3 separate regions of the Mus musculus genome follow, and all the other regions are linked to region 3. Evidence: chromatin contacts called from public HiChIP or PLAC-seq data. All regions are on one chromosome and are shown on one strand. Each heading gives the region's core, a stretch centred on a gene start, on an enhancer-like site or on the middle of the called end of the contact. The rest is flanking DNA. Distances are from core to core; before and after follow the strand shown. Region 1 has its middle 20 kb from the start of Gm41432. Region 2 overlaps Yeats2 (YEATS domain containing 2). Region 3 holds the start of Cyp2ab1 (cytochrome P450, family 2, subfamily ab, polypeptide 1).

What was found. HiChIP or PLAC-seq counts read pairs in DNA pulled down with a chosen protein or histone mark.
Region 1: a contact with region 3 is called in an H3K27ac HiChIP or PLAC-seq map of embryonic stem cells, with 17 read pairs. The contact joins the enhancer-like site here to the promoter of Cyp2ab1 in region 3. A contact is called at or near these places in 9 of 39 promoter capture datasets (the C10 cell line, the HPC-7 cell line, embryonic stem cells and 4 more), 2 of 15 datasets of contacts at CTCF or cohesin (CD8 T cells and pro-B cells), 31 of 484 Hi-C or Micro-C datasets (the AML12 cell line, the CH12 cell line, DN3 thymocytes and 20 more), 9 of 115 datasets of contacts at active chromatin or transcription factors (embryonic stem cells, extraembryonic endoderm stem cells and trophoblast stem cells) and 3 of 9 other capture datasets (adipose tissue, liver and pancreatic islet).
Region 2: a contact with region 3 is called in an H3K27ac HiChIP or PLAC-seq map of embryonic stem cells, with 6 read pairs. The contact joins the enhancer-like site here to the promoter of Cyp2ab1 in region 3. A contact is called at or near these places in 2 of 39 promoter capture datasets (3T3-L1-derived adipocytes and macrophages), 2 of 115 datasets of contacts at active chromatin or transcription factors (both in embryonic stem cells) and 4 of 9 other capture datasets (adipose tissue, embryonic stem cells, liver and 1 more).

What each region holds. Positions count from the first base shown.
Region 1 is chr16:20,475,171-20,479,010 of GRCm38.p6, reverse strand. No RefSeq gene overlaps it. Among named protein-coding and RNA genes, the nearest start is that of Gm41432, 20 kb to the right of the region's middle. Within about 2 kb of position 1,955, at least 73 of the 459 cell types and tissues checked have an H3K27ac peak or open chromatin away from gene starts, as enhancers often do. A contact at or near this core is called in the AML12 cell line, Sertoli cells, embryonic fibroblasts and 5 more, where this site is marked.
Region 2 is chr16:20,189,750-20,193,306 of GRCm38.p6, reverse strand. Yeats2 (YEATS domain containing 2) reads right to left here. Exons shown (of 31, transcript NM_001145930.1): 13 at 2,818-2,921; 14 at 41-148. Among named protein-coding and RNA genes, the nearest start is that of Gm41431, 45 kb to the left of the region's middle. Within about 2 kb of position 1,611, at least 52 of the 459 cell types and tissues checked have an H3K27ac peak or open chromatin away from gene starts, as enhancers often do. A contact at or near this core is called in embryonic stem cells, where this site is marked.
Region 3 is chr16:20,323,236-20,326,891 of GRCm38.p6, reverse strand. Cyp2ab1 (cytochrome P450, family 2, subfamily ab, polypeptide 1) reads left to right here and starts at 1,488. Exons shown (of 9, transcript NM_183158.3): 1 at 1,488-1,561.

The DNA of each region.
Region 1 (3,840 bases), core at 706-3,205, 150 kb before region 3:
CGAGATCACTCTTGAATAAAAATCCTCTTGCAGTTTGCAGCAAGACCATTTCTTATGAGTGATTTGGGGTGTCGCCTCTCCTGAGTCAGAACATGGGGGAGTCCTCACGTTGTGGGTCTTTCACTACCAAATGTCCTGGTAAGCCTGAGTATTGTAGGGTTTCATGGGGACCCAGACTTTTTAAATAAAGCTTCTAAGCATCTCAGCAGGACCAAGGCCACAGGCCTGCACCAGAGTGGGAAAACCAAATTTTAACTCTAAGGAATGTTAGGAATCTCCTGGTGGACCTTGGCCGGAAGTCCAACCCCAGCAGAGGAGCTATTTGTTTTTGATGACAGCTGGATCTGGGAGGATCAGTTTTCTTTAAGGGTGTAACTCCTGGTAGGTTGGCCAATTTCCAGGACTGGCCCCACACCCAACCATTTGAATAATGGAATTTGAACTAAAAAAGCTAAGAGCACAAGTTGGGTAAGGGAGGAAGGTAAAGGCAGAGGCAAGAAAAGTTGAAAGGTATAAATATGATCAAATACACTGTATAAAAATTTCAGGGAAGTCTTAAAATATTTTTAAATTGCTTCCCTCCATTTTTTACATTACTCTGAGGGTGTGCTTTACTCAAGATTGAAAGGCTTGATTGTGTTGTAGAAACTCATGGGTCAGAGAGAAGTGTTTACACGCTAGGTCACAAGTTGTCCTGAGCCTAGGTAGACACAGATAATTACTTTAGGAATCTGAGTGAAGTGTTAAAACTGAAGGTCCCATACAATTCTGGCGCTAAATAAGCACAGACTGGGTAGACATCACTGTTGTCCATCCACAGTGCTAGAAGTTTCCTGCCTCTGACTACTACCAACGGAAAATGAGCCACGCTCCAGGGTAAAGGCTCTGTGCAGGGTCGTCTTTTTTTCTTCTTCTTTTCTTTGCCTGGATTCCATGGGCTAGAGTTTTAGAATGAATAAAAAGGAGAAAGTGCGCTGATATACAGCTGCCGTTGCCACTGTTGCCACTGCCAGGCCTTCTGCTCCGTGATGGATGTACCCTCAGGGTGGGAACAACCCCCCTCTTATGTTACTTTTGTTGGGTATTTAATTACAGCAACATGAAAAGTAGCGATCAGATCACCAAGCACAGTGCCTTCTTTATTTTCTGACCAGACACCCTCATTTTTGCCCCTGAGGTCTTAGGCCTATTTTATCCTCTTTATTTGTCTCCACTGAAGTCACAGTAGGTGACATCCCAGGCAGATCTTAAATAAGACCTTGGAGGTCCAAGAATGCCCCATACTGGTTGTCTGCCGTGTGTGTGTGTGTGTGTGTGTGTGTGTGTGTGTGTGTGTGTGTGTGTGTCTGTCTGTCTGTCTGTCTAGTGTGTGTGTATGTCTGTCCCTGTGTGTGTGTGTGTGTGTGAGTGTGTGGGGCTGTCTGCCTAGTGGGGAAGGGCTGTTTGCCTAGTGTGTGTGTGTGTGGGGGGGCTATCTTCCGTGTATGTGTGAGAGAGAGAGAGAGAGCAAGCTAGAGAGCTGTCTGCCTAGTGGGGAAGGGCTGTTTGCCTAGTGTGTGTGTGTATGGGGGGCTATCTGCCGTGTATGTGTGTGTGTGTGTGTGTGTGTGTGTGTGTGTGAGAGAGAGAGAGAGAGAGAGAAAGCGAGCTAGAGAGCTGTCTGCCTAGTGTGTGTGTGTGTGTGGGGGGGGTGCAATTTCCACCTTGTTAAGCTTCCCCAGGAGGTTTGTGGCCTCCATTTCTAGAGGGTTTTTCTTTGTCCCAGAAAGAGTTATACTTTGGGTAGAAATTTGGTCTGAACAGCACTTAAGTCTCATCTAAGTGTTCAAGTTTAAAGTTATGAACAAGTTGAAAGGGGGAGAGTTGGATCTGCCCTGGATCCATTCCCAGACCTGACGTCAGGAGCTAAACCTCCACACTCTGATAAAGAGATTCCTGAACAGGCCTGTAAGGCAAGCAAATAATGTCAGGTACTTGGAAGGCAAAGACTGGAAGGTGGCAGCTCAGATCCTGTCTGGGCTGAACAAGCCAGAGCTCAGTGCTGGAGTGTTCATTTACATGCTCATGAAAGGACAACATAAGCCTCATGAAAGGACAACAAGAGCCCCATTTGTCTCCATTTAAGGACCAGGCCTGATTTAGAAAAAAATGGCCGTAAGGCACCAGCTCCAGGAACAGACCGTAAGTCCCAGAAACTAGGCCATAAAAGACCAGCTCCAGAGATAGACCATAAAATTCAGAACAAAATCACAAAGCCCCCTCCCAAATAACAGCCCGGGGATAATCACAAAATGGGAAACTATCTTATCTCAGAATGGGCCAACTGTGCTGGGCAGCCTTATCTCATCCTATGGTTAAACATTCATGACATAGGAATGCGGGCCACTGACCCCCTATGACTCCCTAGCACCCACCAGTGAAGTTTTAGATTACCCAGTCCTTCTAGAGAGTTCCCCCAGTTCCCTACAAGAAGGTCTTCACGCCTTTGTCTGGGGTCCCCATTTCAAAAAATGGTTGACTCCCACAACATACTGGTTGTTTCTACAGATTAAACGTCTTTCTTTCTTTTTTTTTTTTTTTTTTTTTTTGGTTTTTTTGAGACAGGGTTTCTCTGTGTAGCCCTGGCTGTCCTGGAACTCACTCTGTAGACCAGGCTGGCCTCGAACTCAGAAATCCACCTGCCTCTGCCTCCCAAGTGCTGGGATTAAAGGCATGCACCACCACGCCCGGCCTAAATGTCTTTCTTTTTGCATTCTGAGTCTGGAGTCTTCTTTCATCAATTTTGGACCCTTATACTCAAGGTCCCAGACTTAATTCCTCATACTAGGGAAAAAAAAATCCCTTCAGGATATTTAGTGTTAAAAGACTCAGCACACCCTTTCACGGTCACTAGAATTCACTAATTTATCAAGCAGTTCTAGATAGATCCTGCACTGTCTTTCTCATTAGCCTCAGTATCCTTCTGGGGTATTGTAGAAAGGACAGGATAGGAGGTAAATGTTTCCTGAAAAAGAAATGGCAGCAATTCCACCCCCACCCCCATGCCTTCCTACCCTGCAGGAAAATTAATTTCTACAAAACCCACCCTGAACCAAAGTGATTTTGTAAATATAGGACAGGTGTGGTAAGTTATTTCTCCACCAGTGAAATGAGCCAACTCAAGCCAGATTAAAATACATAAAGAAAGCCAGATTTATTGTCATGAGGAGGGAGAAGAAGAGAGGGGGGAGAGAAAGAGAGAAAGAGCTCCCACAGACAGAGAGAAGGAAAAGAGGATGAGGGGGAGGAGGAAGAGGAGGAAGAAGAAGAGACAAAGTGTCTGGATTATATAGTATATAGGGAAGAGCCTCTGGGGGAAGGGCAGTTCAGCCCCTAGGCTGGAAGTTCAGGGTTGGGGGCAGGGTATGCCAGGTAGGGCCTAAGGGATGCTGGGAGAACCTGCAGGCCAGGTCTGCTTTGGTATGTGAACTATGCACCTCAAGTCTTTGTCCTGGGGTCTGAAACCAAACACAGGTGAGAGCCTGAGTGTGTAACCAACACAAAGTAAGGACTGAAAGAAAGCCTTCTACTTATTGCTTGAACAGGGTCTTTGCCCTGATGCCGTTTCTCTGTGGTCTCTTTCTCTGGTCCATTCTTTACATACCCATCTCTTCCACAATGCTTAAGGCTTGTTATCAACTAGGGTGTTGTGTCCATTTAGGAAGCATTCTCGAACCCCAAAAGACAACCAAGGAGCCAGTTCTGATGCAATCACACTACTGTCTTTAATCAAGCTGGAGCTTCGGATCGCCATTACTGAAGAAGCAGAACGGGAGGGCAAAGTCCTGGCCCCAGTTTCAA
Region 2 (3,557 bases), core at 362-2,861, 130 kb after region 3:
GAGTGGGAAGGCCACAGGTAAGGCTATGACACACACTCACCTTTGTGAAAGCCCCAAGTCCTCCAGTCACAGCTTTGGGGCTCTGCACTTTAGGGTGACTACCAATTGGGCAAAGAGGTGGCATAGATGCGAATAAAGACTCCTCCTGCTGTATGTAAAAACATTACTATATATTATATAACAGGCCCAAACGGATGCTTTCAGATACTCTAGCCACTTAGTACACTTAATACAGTAATATTATCTACTTAATACAAACCTACCACAGCCAGCAACACACACACACACACGACAAAACAAAAACCCACAATGCTAGAGATCTTCTAAGCTTCTATACATTTACTGTAATTTCCTTTTTAAAAGCAAATAAAAAATGAGGTATGCAATTCCATCTGAGCACCAGTAGTAACTCACTGCACAGGAGGCTGACAAAGGAGGACTGTTAGTTCAAGTCTAGCCTGGACTAAACACTGAAACCCTGCCTGAAAAATCAGGAAATCAGCTCAGCAAAAGGCTACTCACCTGTGTCCTGATGGATGTTACAGTCCTATAAGACAGGGTGTCAGGTAGACCAGGTTGGTTTCACTATCTAGCTAAAGAAAACCTTGAACTTCTGATGCTCCTGCCTCTACTTCTCGAGTGCTGGGATTACATGCTTACAACCTCACACTTGTTTTTATGTGGCATTGGGGACGGAACCCAAAGCTCTGTGCATGTAGGAGAAGCACTCTACCAGTGTTGTGTAGCAGTTTCTTGGAGACTGACATGCTCTATCTCCCAGGGAAGTTCCTTAAGGCAAAGGTAAACGTCTCAAAATAGCTGAGCAGATTCACGAGGGCCCCCCTCTCAGAGTAAGCAAGAAAGACAAGGCAAGCTGCAGGAAAGGCCCTGAGATCAGACCAGCAAGGAGGAGAAAAACCAGCAAGGCTGCCTGACTAACATAGTCACTAGGAAAGGATACTCTAACCTACTCCAGGTTTCCTTGCTTCTGTGAGTCAGCACCCTTCCTGGGCTGGGCCTTGGTGAAGCAGCTGTTTTTGAGTCATTTCTGCCCCTGTAAGTAACCCCTCACCCATACTCATGTAAGTAACCTCAATAAAAAACTCATTGGTTTACCACAGTGGACTTTGATCTGTTGTTGGTTCCCTATCTGGAGTGAATAGATATGAGCACTGCATCTCCCTAGGAAGTCTTTTCACACAACACCAACTGATCTTTATGTCCATTCCTAATATTTGATTCTTTATGTATGTCTGATCTTTTGCCAGATGGTAGAGGACAGGGGTTGTATTTGGCTTTATATTCCTAAAGCACAGGCACTAAGTAAGTTATTCTAACAAATAATGGTGATGTTTTAGAGTGTGTGTTTTTTTTCTTTTATACTCTCAACTTGTCTTGAAAAATTCACTCAGTATCTGGAATACAGATAAATGTAAAATGAGTTTCACATTTGGAAAATAAATTTTCCAAAGGAATAAAAAGGATAAGAAAACAATGCTCTAGGCCAAGGTAACCCTGTATCTCAGGAGGGGGAGACAGGACGGTCCCAAGCTCCAGCCTAGACTACAGTGAAAGCTTACCACAAAACAAGCAAACCATCAAAGGAAGGAAGTGGGAATAGAAAATGGAAAGCAACAGCAGAGTGAGATAAAAACCACTGACCTTTGTCTCCACCTCAAAAGACAAAAGCAGATCTCAGAGATAATGTGCCAAAATTGAACTTTAAGGAAAATAATTAAAGTTAAGACTACTACTTGCCTACGAAATGAAATGTCATCAACAAATACTAAAAAATAAATGGTAGAGGTAAGACTTTCAAGGGAGTTACTCCAAGAAAACCTCATTCTGATCAGAAAACCATCTGTGATCCCTGTCAACTAAGTTAGAGGAATGTTAACTGCTGGGGTGGGTACTCACTAAAGCAGATTTGCATCTCAGGGCCACTCAGACAGCAGTCTGCATCTGAAAGGCTTTCAAGTAAGATAACCATCTTGAGAAAACAGGAGCCAAACAGGGAAGTGCTTTGGCCAAATACTGAGCAGACTGTCTTGAGTATGTGAAGAAGTCGGATGCTGTATGGATAGGTGATATTCTGAACTACTCTCTATTTGAAGAGGTTAAGAATTACTTTTTTTTTTTTTTTTTTTTTTAAAGATTTATTTATTTATTATATGTAAGTACATTGTAGCTGTCTTCAGACACTCCAGAAGAGGGAGTCAGATCTCCTTACGGATGGTTGTGAGCCACCATGTGGTTGCTGGGATTTGAACTCTGGACCTTCGAAAGAGCAGTCAGGTGCTCTTACCCACTGAGCCATCTCACCAGCCCAAGAATTACTTTTAAATTAATTAACTAAGGCTGATGTGTGCAAAGGGGACAAGGTTTGCTCCTTGTACCATCAGAAACCATGCTGCCAGGCAAACATTTTTATAGAGAATGTATATGTGTCTGTGTGAGTCTGCACATGTGTGTGCAGTGCCTAAAAAGGCTAGAAGTGGCATTAGATCCTTTGAAGCTGGAGTTACAGGTAGCCGTGAGCTGCTATGTAGCTTCCGGGACCTTTAAGAGCAGCAGGCACTCTGAACAGCTGAGCCATTTCTCCAGCCTCTCAAGGAGTATTTTTAATGAAGTAAGTAAGGCTGCCTCTTCCCGTACTGAGCTTTCAACTAGTACTGGGTAAGCACTTGAGAGATGTGCTGAGCACTGTCTCCTATATCAGGAAGAAAGTGAAGAAGAAATAATCTTCAGGATCAAATGCTGTCTTTGGGTAGCACCCCCGCTGAGCTTGCGCAATATAGTAAAGCAGGGACAGTTTACCTTCACAGTAGATGTCAAAAAACTACTTCCATGAATCTTAGGAATAGGGGACCCTGTTCCTTGGGAAGCCTGAGAGGCCACTGGGAGCTTGCTTGTAGGACTTCCTGATAAGCAAGACAGATATAAAAATTATGTATCAACAAAATAAAGTTTACAAGATATAATTTAAAAATCATTTCCCCCATTCTTTGTTTCCAATTATTTACTGTTCATTTTTAAAGGTTGAAGATTCAAAACCATAAAAGTCTAAACACACACACACACACACACACACACACACACACACACTCTGCTGAATGCCAACTTTTACTGCACCTGTTTCCAAATGCTGCCTGTGTTATCCCACAGCCACACAAAGTCTGATTAAAAAAATTCACTTAATCATCAATAGTAAATAAGTTTAGATCTAAAGAGAGATTCCATAACTTATTTTACCTACCAAACTTGCCTCTTCAGAGTTGTGGGCTGATTCCTAAAACTAATATGTAGCCACAAGACAGCTCAGCATACCTAAATATGCTGGAAGCAGAACTTTTCAAATGATCTCTACATGTAAACCACTCTAAAACCTAAGCTTAAAAACAAAACAGAACACCTATGTGGAAGTCCACTATATATAGCAATGTGTGGGGTGGGAAACAGCCTCATTTCTTTAAAATCATTCATTTTATTTCTCTGTTCCTATTTCCCTTAACAAGGGAAGATTACACCTTAGGAGCATGTGCAAAAACATGGGTTAA
Region 3 (3,656 bases), core at 239-2,738:
CAATGTTATACCAATATTAAATCACTATTACATAAGCAATTTGAACAGACTGATAACTCCTAGTGAAACAGAAGCAGTACTTAAAAGTCCCTCCACCAAAAACCACCCAGGTGCAGATAGACTTAGCACAGAATTCTACCAGACATTCAAAGAATAATTAAGGGCAACAGTCTTCAAAGTATTCTACAAAATAGAAGCAGGAGCTTTGGCTAATTCATTTTATGAGACCACAGTTATCCTGATACTGCACAAAGACCCAACAAAGAAAAAAAAAAATACAGGCCAAATTCCTTTGTGAACATAGATGCAAATCTTCTCAATAAAATACTTGCAAACTGAATATAAGAACACATGCAAAAAAAAAATCCACCATGATCAAATAGGCTTCATTCTAGAGAATGGTTCTACATAAACTGTAAAATGTAATCCACCACATAAACAGACTGAAAGACATGAACCACAGGTGCATCTCATTAGATGAAGAGAAGGCCTGGAGAGACTGGGGCTACAAGGGATACACCTCAACATGATAAAGGCACTTTACAGCAAGCCCACAGGCAATATTAACCCCAGCAAAGAGAAACTCAAAGCAATTACACTAAAACCAGGAACAACACAAGGATGGCCACTCTCTCCATCCCCGGTCAATATAATGCTTGAAGTCTTAGCTAGAGCAGTAAGACAACTGAAGGAGATCAAAGGGATACAGACAGGAAGGGAAGAAGCCAATGTATCTTTTATGTTTATACATAAATGACACTAAAATCTATACCAATAAACTTTGACTGCTCATAACCACTTTCAGCAAAGTAGCAGGATACAAAATTAACACCAAAAATCAGTAGTTTTCCTATATACAAATGACAAATCAGGGAAATACCACCTTCCACAATAACCTCATTGTGTGTGTGTGTGTGTGTGTGTGTGTGTGTGTGTGTGTGTGTGTGTGTGTGTGTTGGGGTAACTCTAGTCAAACAAGAACAACATTAGGGAAGGTCACCCCAACACAAGCAAATGACTTGCATTATAAAATTTTTAAGACATTGAAGAAGATACCAGAAAATGGAAAGATCTCCCATGCTCATGGATCAGATCAGAAAAAAAATGGCATCCTACCAACAGCAATTCAGTGCAATTCCCATCAAAAGTCCAACACAATCCTTTACAGAAATTGAAAGGACAATTTTCACCTCAGTGCTCAGAGAACTCTATGGAAGAGGTGGCAGAACGATTGTAAGAGCCAATAAGGATAAAGGACACCAAAGAAACGATGTCTTCTAGATATAATAGGACAGATGGACTTACAGAGCCTAGCAGCATGCACAGGGCGTGTCCTGAAACCCAGGCAGAGTTCCAGTCCTGAAAAGGGAAGTGAGCATAAACCCAGAGGCCAATTGTCACTTGTTTACAAAGGAATAATGAATTTTCTCGAACAGTATATCAAGGGTTATACAAACCACACCTAAAGGCAGGCACCATGCCCAGCAGTAGATGACCAAAACAAAACAAAGTCAGTGGTATTTTTGGAGAGTTTTTGTCTGGATAGTACTAGAGAACAAAGGTACGAAATGCTTTGTCTGGAGCTACCTACCTTCCTTTCTTCTTCCCTCCCTCCCTCTCCCTCCCTCCCTCTTCCTCCCTCTTTCTCTTCCTTTCTTACTTTTTAACCTTAGAGATCTTATATTATGTTTTCTGATTTTGTGTTTTTATGGGATTTGTGTGTGTGTGTGTGTGTCTGTATGTGTTTCTTGTTATTTTTCTTTGGCTATTTTCCCCCATTTGCCTATTTTGTCCTGTTCTAGGTTTGCTGTTGTTTTTTATTTGTTGAGGAAGAAAGGATGTGGAGTTGGGTGGCTGTGGAGATGGGGAGGATCTGGGAGGAGCTGAAGAAGGGGGACTCCATGATCAGAATACACTGTATGAAAAAACATGTTTTTTAATAAAAATTAAAAGTATAAAAATTATATATATATTACAGTTTTGAAAATTTGAGGACTTGCCTCTATGGCTTAAAATTTAAAAATTCAATGTTTCAGTAAGTTGCAGGGGTGCCTCCCTCTAGAACCAGCACTTGGGAGTCTGAGGCAAGAGCATCGCAAGCTCCATGCCAGAGTGAGCTACATAGAGCCTGTCTCAAGGGAGGGAAATCAAAACTGTCACCTCTCTGTCTCTTTCTCTCTGTCTCTCTCTGTCTCCTCGCCCCCGCTTCGTGTTACGCGGTGCAGGTGTAGCTCTTCTCTGCTGTTACAGAAGAGCTGCTGGGCAGCACTGTCAAACCAAAACCACTGCCTCTATGCACTGTGTTCATTTTCCAGAGAGGGACGCAACAGCAGAGGGGACATCTACACCAATCTCCCTGCTGCCCTTGCTGCTACAGTTTACACCAACTTTCTTCTGATTTGTTCTCTCATCTCTCAGTTCCCCTCCTACATTGCTTCTTTTGCTTCATGCCACAAAAGAAAGTACTCTCCTGGCTACTAAATATGTCCTTTTTCTCTCCCTTTTCTCTCCGGGAACTGGACAAGGGCCCTTAGATGTGACTGGCTTCTCTTAGCACTGTTCCTCACTAGCTGCCAAGGGACCCCACTAGGCATGTCTCACATACCAGGCACCTCAACAGCAGTCTTTGGTTTATAGTGCCACTGCCCTCATCTTCATGGCTAGCCGCCCTAGCTCACCTCCAACTCTCCTGTCCCTTGTTTCAGAAGGAAGGGTGTGGGTGGTGTGTGTATGTGTTACTAACTCGTGCGTGCCAGTTGCATCACTGAGCTAACCCACAGCACCCCTCTCCAGATTCAGTCACTTGCACTCCTTCCCTCACCCCGCCCTGAAAAGGAAGGCCCCTCCTTTCCTTTTCCATTACTGTTACAGTCTCAGTGTCCTGAACCGTCAGATAAACTGGAAAAAAAAAGTGAGAAAATAAGAAAGTAGCTACTGACCAGTCAGTATGCCCAGTTGGATTTTGTTGGTTAATGAAGTGGTTTTTCCTCCTCCTCCTCCTCCTCCTCCTCCTCCTCTTCCTCCTCCTCCTCCTCTTCCTCCTCCTCCTCCTCCTCCTCCTCCTCTTCCTCCTCCTCCTCCTCCTCCTCCTCCTCCTCCTCCTCCTCCTCCTCCTTTGCTTGTTTGTTTTCCTGTTTTTGAGGCAGGGCTCCTCTGTGTAGTCTTGGCTGGCCAGGAGTCTGCTAGGTAGACCAGGCTGACGTTGAACTCATAGAGACTGGCCCAGTATCATCCAGATAGACCTATGGACACATATTACTTAGGGTGAATATACTAATTTTGTTTAGAACAGTTGGTTTCAAGGTTTGGGGATGGGTTCTGGCCCATCTTAGTGGCCTTGACAGGATCAAGCAGGCATGCCCTGGAGCAATTCTGATGGTGCTGAGAAGCAGTGTGCTTTGTGCCTACCCTGACACCATCTCACAGTGCTTCCTCCAGTCCTCGGGACCCTCAGCTGCCTAACTCCCCATTCCACTGCCCTCTTCTCTCACAGCTTCCTGGCACTTGGGCTTTAGTATGTTCTCCTCCCCACTCCCAAAAACATTTATTGAACATCCAGTAAGTGCCAGGTACTGTTTGGCACTGAGATAGAAATATCTCTGTGCCCATTCCTCCATAAACAAGTGGAGAATACAGGGCTGGGGCAGTCAGTCATG